Linked DNA regions of Mus musculus: region 2 is linked to region 1. The links are chromatin contacts, called in public promoter capture Hi-C maps. All regions are on one chromosome and are shown on one strand. Each heading gives the region's core, a stretch centred on a gene start, on an enhancer-like site or on the middle of the called end of the contact. The rest is flanking DNA. Distances are from core to core; before and after follow the strand shown. Region 1 has its middle 54 kb from the start of Csrnp3. Region 2 holds the start of Galnt3 (polypeptide N-acetylgalactosaminyltransferase 3).

Region 1 (3,325 bases), core at 16-2,515:
TTCCAACCTTCACAGTAGTGGTTTATTTTTACAATGGAGAAACTGAAGCAACTTAAGAAGGAGACATATCATTTACATTATTTACTGAGAATAGTTTCTTAAGTATTTCCAAATTATTCTATTCTGTTGAAATGCTGCTTCCTGGTTCCTAGACGATCCAGTAGCCAGCACTTTCTGGTTTTCTTCACAGTGTGGTCTTTGCAATTCAAAGGCTTCCCCCTTTCCCCACCCAGTTCCATGTTTGGGAAGATGGGGAGGGCTGGCTTTATATAGAAGGCAGACTCGTTTTTACAGTTCTGTAATTACAAGCTTTAATCGCAGTGCTTTGATTCCAATTTGCTCTGGAGCCTCTGTTTTCCCTGACTGACTTTCTCTTCTGCCTTTTGATTTTGCTTTGGCTGAGGGCATTCTCATTGCATAAAGAGTTGTGTATTTTGTGGTTTTGGAGCTGGAAAGAAATCCACACTGGTGAATACATGGCAGGCCCTACATTGTCCTTAAGCCACTGGCCATAGAGATTCAAGGACAGGATGGTCTAATTATTCCATTCGCTATAGAACTACGAAACCCATCTTTCACAGAGAACTTTAATGAAGTCATTTTAATTTGAAGAGATTATTTTATTCTACATGTGAAAAATATGCTTTCAGGGGTCCATCAATTGCAGTGGTCATGAAAAAATACTTGAAATTCCCTGAAGATGTGAGAGCTTGGACAGTTCCCTATTCTGTCTCACTGGAGACTTTGAACTGCTTCCATCAACCATTTCTTTAGTTTTGTGGTTTGTTTATGCTGGCTTCACTTTGCAACCATGACATTTATGTTCAAGGAGAAAAATATTGACAAGACAGTCATTTCACAAACTCCCTCTTAAGAGACATTCAAATGTAACACAATTTCTTTTAGTCATTACTAAACTTTATGTTTGCTTCCATTGTACATACCTAAAACAGATGCAAAATAACTGTCGTGTGTGTATGTGTGTGTTGGGGGGGTTATTTGCAAATATAAAAGCCTTTCCACTCCAAATAATAAACTTCACACACTTCATAATGGAAACAGCACCCTCTAGTGGAAAAGGCTGAATAATGCTTACCAAATTGTTTTTTATAAAATTTCATTGAGGTTTTTGAAATTCAAAAGCGAAAGTAATTAGTTGGAAGGCTATTGGTATATTTTCAGTGTTACTTAACCACCAGCTCTGTAATCTAGTTTTCGTCCCTCTATAAACACCAACCACTAGCAACCTTCTTTTCTGCCTTCCCATTCTTTCTCTTCACCTACATATTCTAGATATAGCATATCAAATGGATTGCACAGCCCACGGGGTTTGGTCTTTCTCTTTCTTCTCTCATTTTGATGTCTTTGAGGCCCATATAGTTTTAATCTGCATCAATACTTCATTATTGTCAATGGGAGAACAATAGCCCGCTGTATTTATGTGCTTGAATTTATCTATCCACACATGGGCTTTTGTATTCTTTCTACTTGTTTCCTGTTATAGACAATGTTTATTTGAATATCTACCCACAAATTTCTGTGAGGACATATGTATCTTTTTCTCTTAGGTGTATACCTGGAGCTACATTTGATGAGTCATATGCTAATTCTGGGGTTAAGTCTTTGAGGAATTGGACAAAAATAATTTTAAATATCTAGCTAAGACACAGCAAAAAATATTTTTCAAGAAGACTGAGAAGTTTTTCTGAGGAATTATTTTTAGTTCATTGTAACATTTGGATTTTTACAATGATGCTCCAAATTTCAAAGACTTAACAAATAAATACAGGCCCCAGTAGAGGAAAAACATTGTGGAAAGGACCTTCCCACCTCATAGAAGAGGGAAGGCAATTTCTGTTACTGTCCTGTGTGGTTAACCATCAATATCACCCAGGTACAAACCCTGTGACCAGTACTTATTACAATAGTGGCATAAATGTTATGGGGGTGTCTTAGGGTTTCTATTCCTGCACCAACATCATGAACAAGAAGCAAGTTGTGAAGGAAAGTGTTCATTCAGCTTCCACGTCTACATTACTGTTCATCACCAAAGAAAGTCAGGACTGGAACTCAAGCAGGTTAGAAAGCAGGAGCTGATGCAGAGGCCATGGAGGGGTGCTACTTACTGGCTTGCTTTCTCTAGCTTGCTCAGCTTGCTCTCTTATAGAACCCAAAACTACCACTCCAGGGATGGCACCACCCACAATGGGCCCTCCCCCCTTGATCACTAATTGAGAAAATGCCTTACAGCTGGATCTCATGGAGGCATTTTCTAAATTGAGGCTCCTTTCTCTGTGATAACTCCAGCTGTGTCAAGTTGACACACCAGCCAGTACAGGGGGTAAGTAGACACTTTTAAGAATTGGCTGTACGACCCACCCCCTTGTGGAGCATGATAGGCAACCTATATTGGTTGAATGAGGCTTGCTTCAGCGACCCAGTAGAAAACTCTACAAGGGACAGAAAAGGGATCCACATTCCTAGAGTCAAGTGCCTGACACCACAGAGCCCCCAACTCCATAATTCTGTGACTATAAGTCACACAGACAATGTCCCAAGCATCTGGCATTCTGGCTAGACTCCACCCACACAGTTACCAGACTATAGCCAGGTATGCTCCTCCCCACAGTTATGTAATAGACTAGCCCACTATAAAAGGAGTTGCTTGGCCCCTCCTTTCTCTCTTTAAGCTCTCACCCTTCTTACTATTCTCTCTAGCTCTCCTTCAATCTCTCTCACCGTTCCCCCCCCCCCCATGTGGCCATGGTTGGCCTCTCTCCCTTTTTCTACCTTCTCTCTTCCTCCCTGCTTTTCTACAATAAAGCTCTAAAACCATAGACGGTCTCTGTTCATCAAGGCCCACCCTCATCAAGGCCCACCAAGCTTGAACGATGGGATAGGCATTTCCCTAAAGAGCTGCCTAACCTCCCTCTCAAAGGCCTTCCTGTGCTCCAGCCATGGACTGGATCAAGGGCTCTCGCCCACGTGGGAACCATCAAGTGCCCTCTCCCCCTGCCCTCTCCTCCCTTCAGCTCCAGGGCTAAGCTCCAGGGCCCTCATTCTGTTCTCAGCTCTTCTGCAGTGTCCAGTGGTATCTGGGATGCCCAAGGCTGAGAATCTGGTGCCTAGGACTGCCCTTTGTCCACCACCCGCTGAGCTGGGGTCAGTAGCTTCCCACAGCCAGACACCCACCTGGGGCAGCATGGAAAGCATGTGGCAGTCTTCCGGGTGCATCTGCCCACCCAGAGGATTTTCTCCCACTCCCTTTATTCCCCCACACTCCCTGCCCCACACCCCCTGTCCCTGCTAATGTAGCTAAGATCCC
Region 2 (3,317 bases), core at 786-3,285, 330 kb before region 1:
AGATTCTTATATCTGACTAGACTTAGGATATTAAACATTTCAGTACAATAATAGTTTCTCTTGGCCTGTAGCATTTTAAATTTAATATGAAGCAGAAACACTTTTAATTAATTTTTAAGACCTTGCTTTCAGAATGATGTGAAATAACAGTTCAGATACCGTATGAAGTGGAACAAATATGCTAATTCAGAAACACTGAGGGCTTGGCTGCCATCTCTGTCATCATAAGCCGAGCAGTGAATTTTTTCTATAACCTCGAAACACCTTTCTTATCTTTTCTGGCCACTCATCTTGCAACTTGGGGCCTATTTTCTCTCATTCTCTTTTGGTAAGCCTTCCCTAGCTGCCCTTCCCAGTTGTTTTCTGCTATGACTAGTCATCAGTGCACCTCCACCTGCGATCCTATACTGCCGTCCTGTTCTGACCCTGCTCCTGTCAGTGGAAACCGTCACTGTTAGCCTCCCGGTGAGGAGTAAGAACTGACCATCTTCGGCTCCACGCATCCTTTAGGGTGGGCAGTGCACAGGAAGGGAAGAGGGATGTTGTGGTTTATACACTTAACATTTCCTCCAAATCCCCCCAAAGATGAGCACTAATCTCTCTCCATTTAAACACAAGCAGCAAAAAGACGTTGCAGAACCAAAAAATTAAAATGAGTTTTGGAAATTAATGTTTTTAGTTTTCGGCCCACAGATACACAGTAGATAGTTATTATGGTAATATACACAATATACACGTGCCTCTTAAATCTTTATTTTCAGGGGAAAGAGGAAGAAGGAACTTTTAAATGATAATGCTAAAATGTCATACAAAAGTTCCTGGATGCCTACAAAACAATTGGAAATAAGCAAAAGAAAAAAAAAAGTTACCTAAGTTGCCGAACTATATGAAGCTATATGAAGTGAAACTATACTACAACAAATGTTGCACATAAGCCAAGTAAAACTAACACCTGTTGATAATGTACTAAGATTTTAAAACTTAGTTCCAGTTCACATATAAAACTCATAAGTTAGGAAATAAACACCGTGAGTGTCAAAATGTGGGAGGAAGGCTTCCATCATTCTTTATAGGAAAACTCATCACTGCGGAATCAAACAGGTCGCCCAGAGTCTTTAGCTGTTTTTCCACTTCCCTGAATACTTTTGAGAATAGTCAAATAAAAAGTTCATAGAAATGTGTAAAAGCAATTTGAAGTCCTGGTTTTGAGTGTCAACGTCTCCAGAACAGAAGGCATAGTGGAAGGGGTGGGGGGGCACGGTGTAAGTGTCTCAAACACACTGGCAAAGCCTAACATGTTTAAGAGTGTAGGTTCTCACCTTGCAGAACAGATGTTGGCTTTTAATCTACTCTTCAGTGAAAACAATTCCTTTCCAGGAAACCACAAACTCTGCCCAAACCCTGGCAGAGGGGTTCTCCCCGAGGGCGCTGCTATCCCTCTCCTGTGGATATTGATTGGTTGGTCTTGCAATAGATAGCAACCCAGGAAGGGGTGACGGTGGACCCCAAATCAACTGAAACTTGACCAAAATACCAGAAGCTCTACTTTGAAAAAGGGAGTCGCCTCCTTGGGACCTGAGGCTTCCCTACCCTAGCGCCGGCGGCCAGAAACGGAAACCACTCGCTGCGCTCAAGTGAGAGGAGTGATGAAATCAAGGCTACAGGGGAAGGAAGCTCACCAACCTAACTGGTGACAAAGCTGCTGAGCCTCGGGAGGAAAGCAGCACGGTCTCCCAGGGGTCCCGGGGAACGCCGCACCCCTGGGTTTGGACCACCCGGAGAGGAAGAGGAACCGCGTGGGGTTAGGGGTAGGGGGAAGTGCGGCTCAGATTTCTCAGCGTCCCTGCCAGTGGGCTCTGGGTACCAGGTGGCCGCGGCGCGGGGCAGCGCAGGCTCGGCACTGCGGAGGGCTGGCGGGCGGGCAGCGCGCGGGCGGCGGAGGAGTTTGCTTGGCGCGCGCCCGGCCGGCCCGCGGCTCACCTGGAGCGCTCAGGTAGGACCGGGGCGGGGCGCGGGGCTGGCGCGCAGGCGCGGGATCCGGCCTCGCCCCTGCCGACGTCGCCGGCGGGAGCTCACCTGGGAGACTCGCAGAGGAAGAGGAGCCTCGGCGTGGCCTCGCTTGGCAACGCGGGAGGCCCGGCGGGAAGGCAGGAAGCGGCGGCGGAGGAGGAGTTGAGCCGAGCGGCCACGAGAGCCACGGCCACCCGAGTCGCCGGCGTCGCCACCTGCACTTGGCTCTGGACCCCCGCGGACAGAGCCCCGGCCGGCCGCCGCTTCCCGCCGCCTGCCCTGCCCACCTGCCAGGTAAGCCGGCGTCCAGCCGACCGGGCTCCCGCAGTCCCAGCAAGGGGACAGCGTGCGGGACGGCCCCGGAGCTGCCCGCGGCCGGTTGGACGCGGTCTCGAGAGCGGGTTTCAGTTGCTCCCCCTCGGGAGAGGCCGGCGGGGATACCGATCACTCCTGTCGCCGGGTCCCCTCGGCAGCCCCAGAGCCTCACCGGGGCAGAAAGTCCCCCTGGTACCCCTGGGCCCCCTGATAGTCCTCGGGAGGGCGGGTCTCTGGCGGAGGCGCTGCTCAAGGCTTGCCAACTTGGGCTAGCAGGTTGCCTGCCCACTCCCGGGTACCGAGTGGGCCAAACCCGCTACGGGGAGGGCTGTGGTTGTGCCGGGCAACTTTCCCCGCTAAGCCCAGACAGTCCTAGATTGGAAAACGGCGGCAGCCAGAGCCATCACGAAGCTTGCCGACTGGTTTGGAAGGCGCTCGGTGGTCGGGACCTGGGCATCCCGCGCACTGCACTTTTCCGGGTGCCCTCCCCGAGCCAGAGCTGCGCCCACTTTCCGGTTGAAGGTGGCAGAGTCCAGGTCTTTGTGGCAGGAGGAAATGGAACTGTGGTTCACCAGCTGCCTCCTCTTAGAGGACCTGTTGACTTAAGGACCAATGTATCTCGGATCTGGTGTGCCTGTGGCATATGACTCAAAGGTTCAAAAAAAAAAAAAAAAAAAAAAAAACCAACTTTGTTTCAGCATCCTGCCACGTCTGAACCTGGAAGTGCCAAGCCCAAATTCCTGTCTACCTAATTAGGATTTTCGAAAGCCTATGAATTAAGGTTGAAACTACTCTTAGCATAGACTTAATACTTAATTCCTTCCTTCTGTTTTGGGAACTCCATCAAGTTACCTTCCTCCCCTTTCTGATTTTTTTTTCTTTTTAAGAAAATGTTTCTAAGTTATGGCTTGATATTGAAGTTACACTACCTAAGGTACATCTGAACTCAAATACTTTTGTAAAAATTCAGAAAGTTACATTTGAATTTGAGA

Evidence for each region. Promoter capture Hi-C pulls out the DNA fragments that hold promoters and counts their contacts.
Region 2: a contact with region 1 is called in a promoter capture Hi-C map of hippocampal neurons, with 4 times the contacts expected there. The contact joins the promoter of Galnt3 here to the enhancer-like site in region 1. A contact is called at or near these places in 5 of 39 promoter capture datasets (cranial neural crest, embryonic stem cells, hippocampal neurons and 1 more), 1 of 484 Hi-C or Micro-C datasets (cortical neurons) and 6 of 115 datasets of contacts at active chromatin or transcription factors (embryonic basal ganglia, embryonic forebrain, embryonic midbrain and 3 more).

What each region holds. Positions count from the first base shown.
Region 1 is chr2:65,790,416-65,793,740 of GRCm38.p6, reverse strand. No RefSeq gene overlaps it. Among named protein-coding and RNA genes, the nearest start is that of Csrnp3, 54 kb to the left of the region's middle. Within about 2 kb of position 1,265, at least 21 of the 459 cell types and tissues checked have an H3K27ac peak or open chromatin away from gene starts, as enhancers often do.
Region 2 is chr2:66,123,511-66,126,827 of GRCm38.p6, reverse strand. Galnt3 (polypeptide N-acetylgalactosaminyltransferase 3) reads left to right here and starts at 2,035. Exons shown (of 11, transcript NM_015736.2): 1 at 2,035-2,304.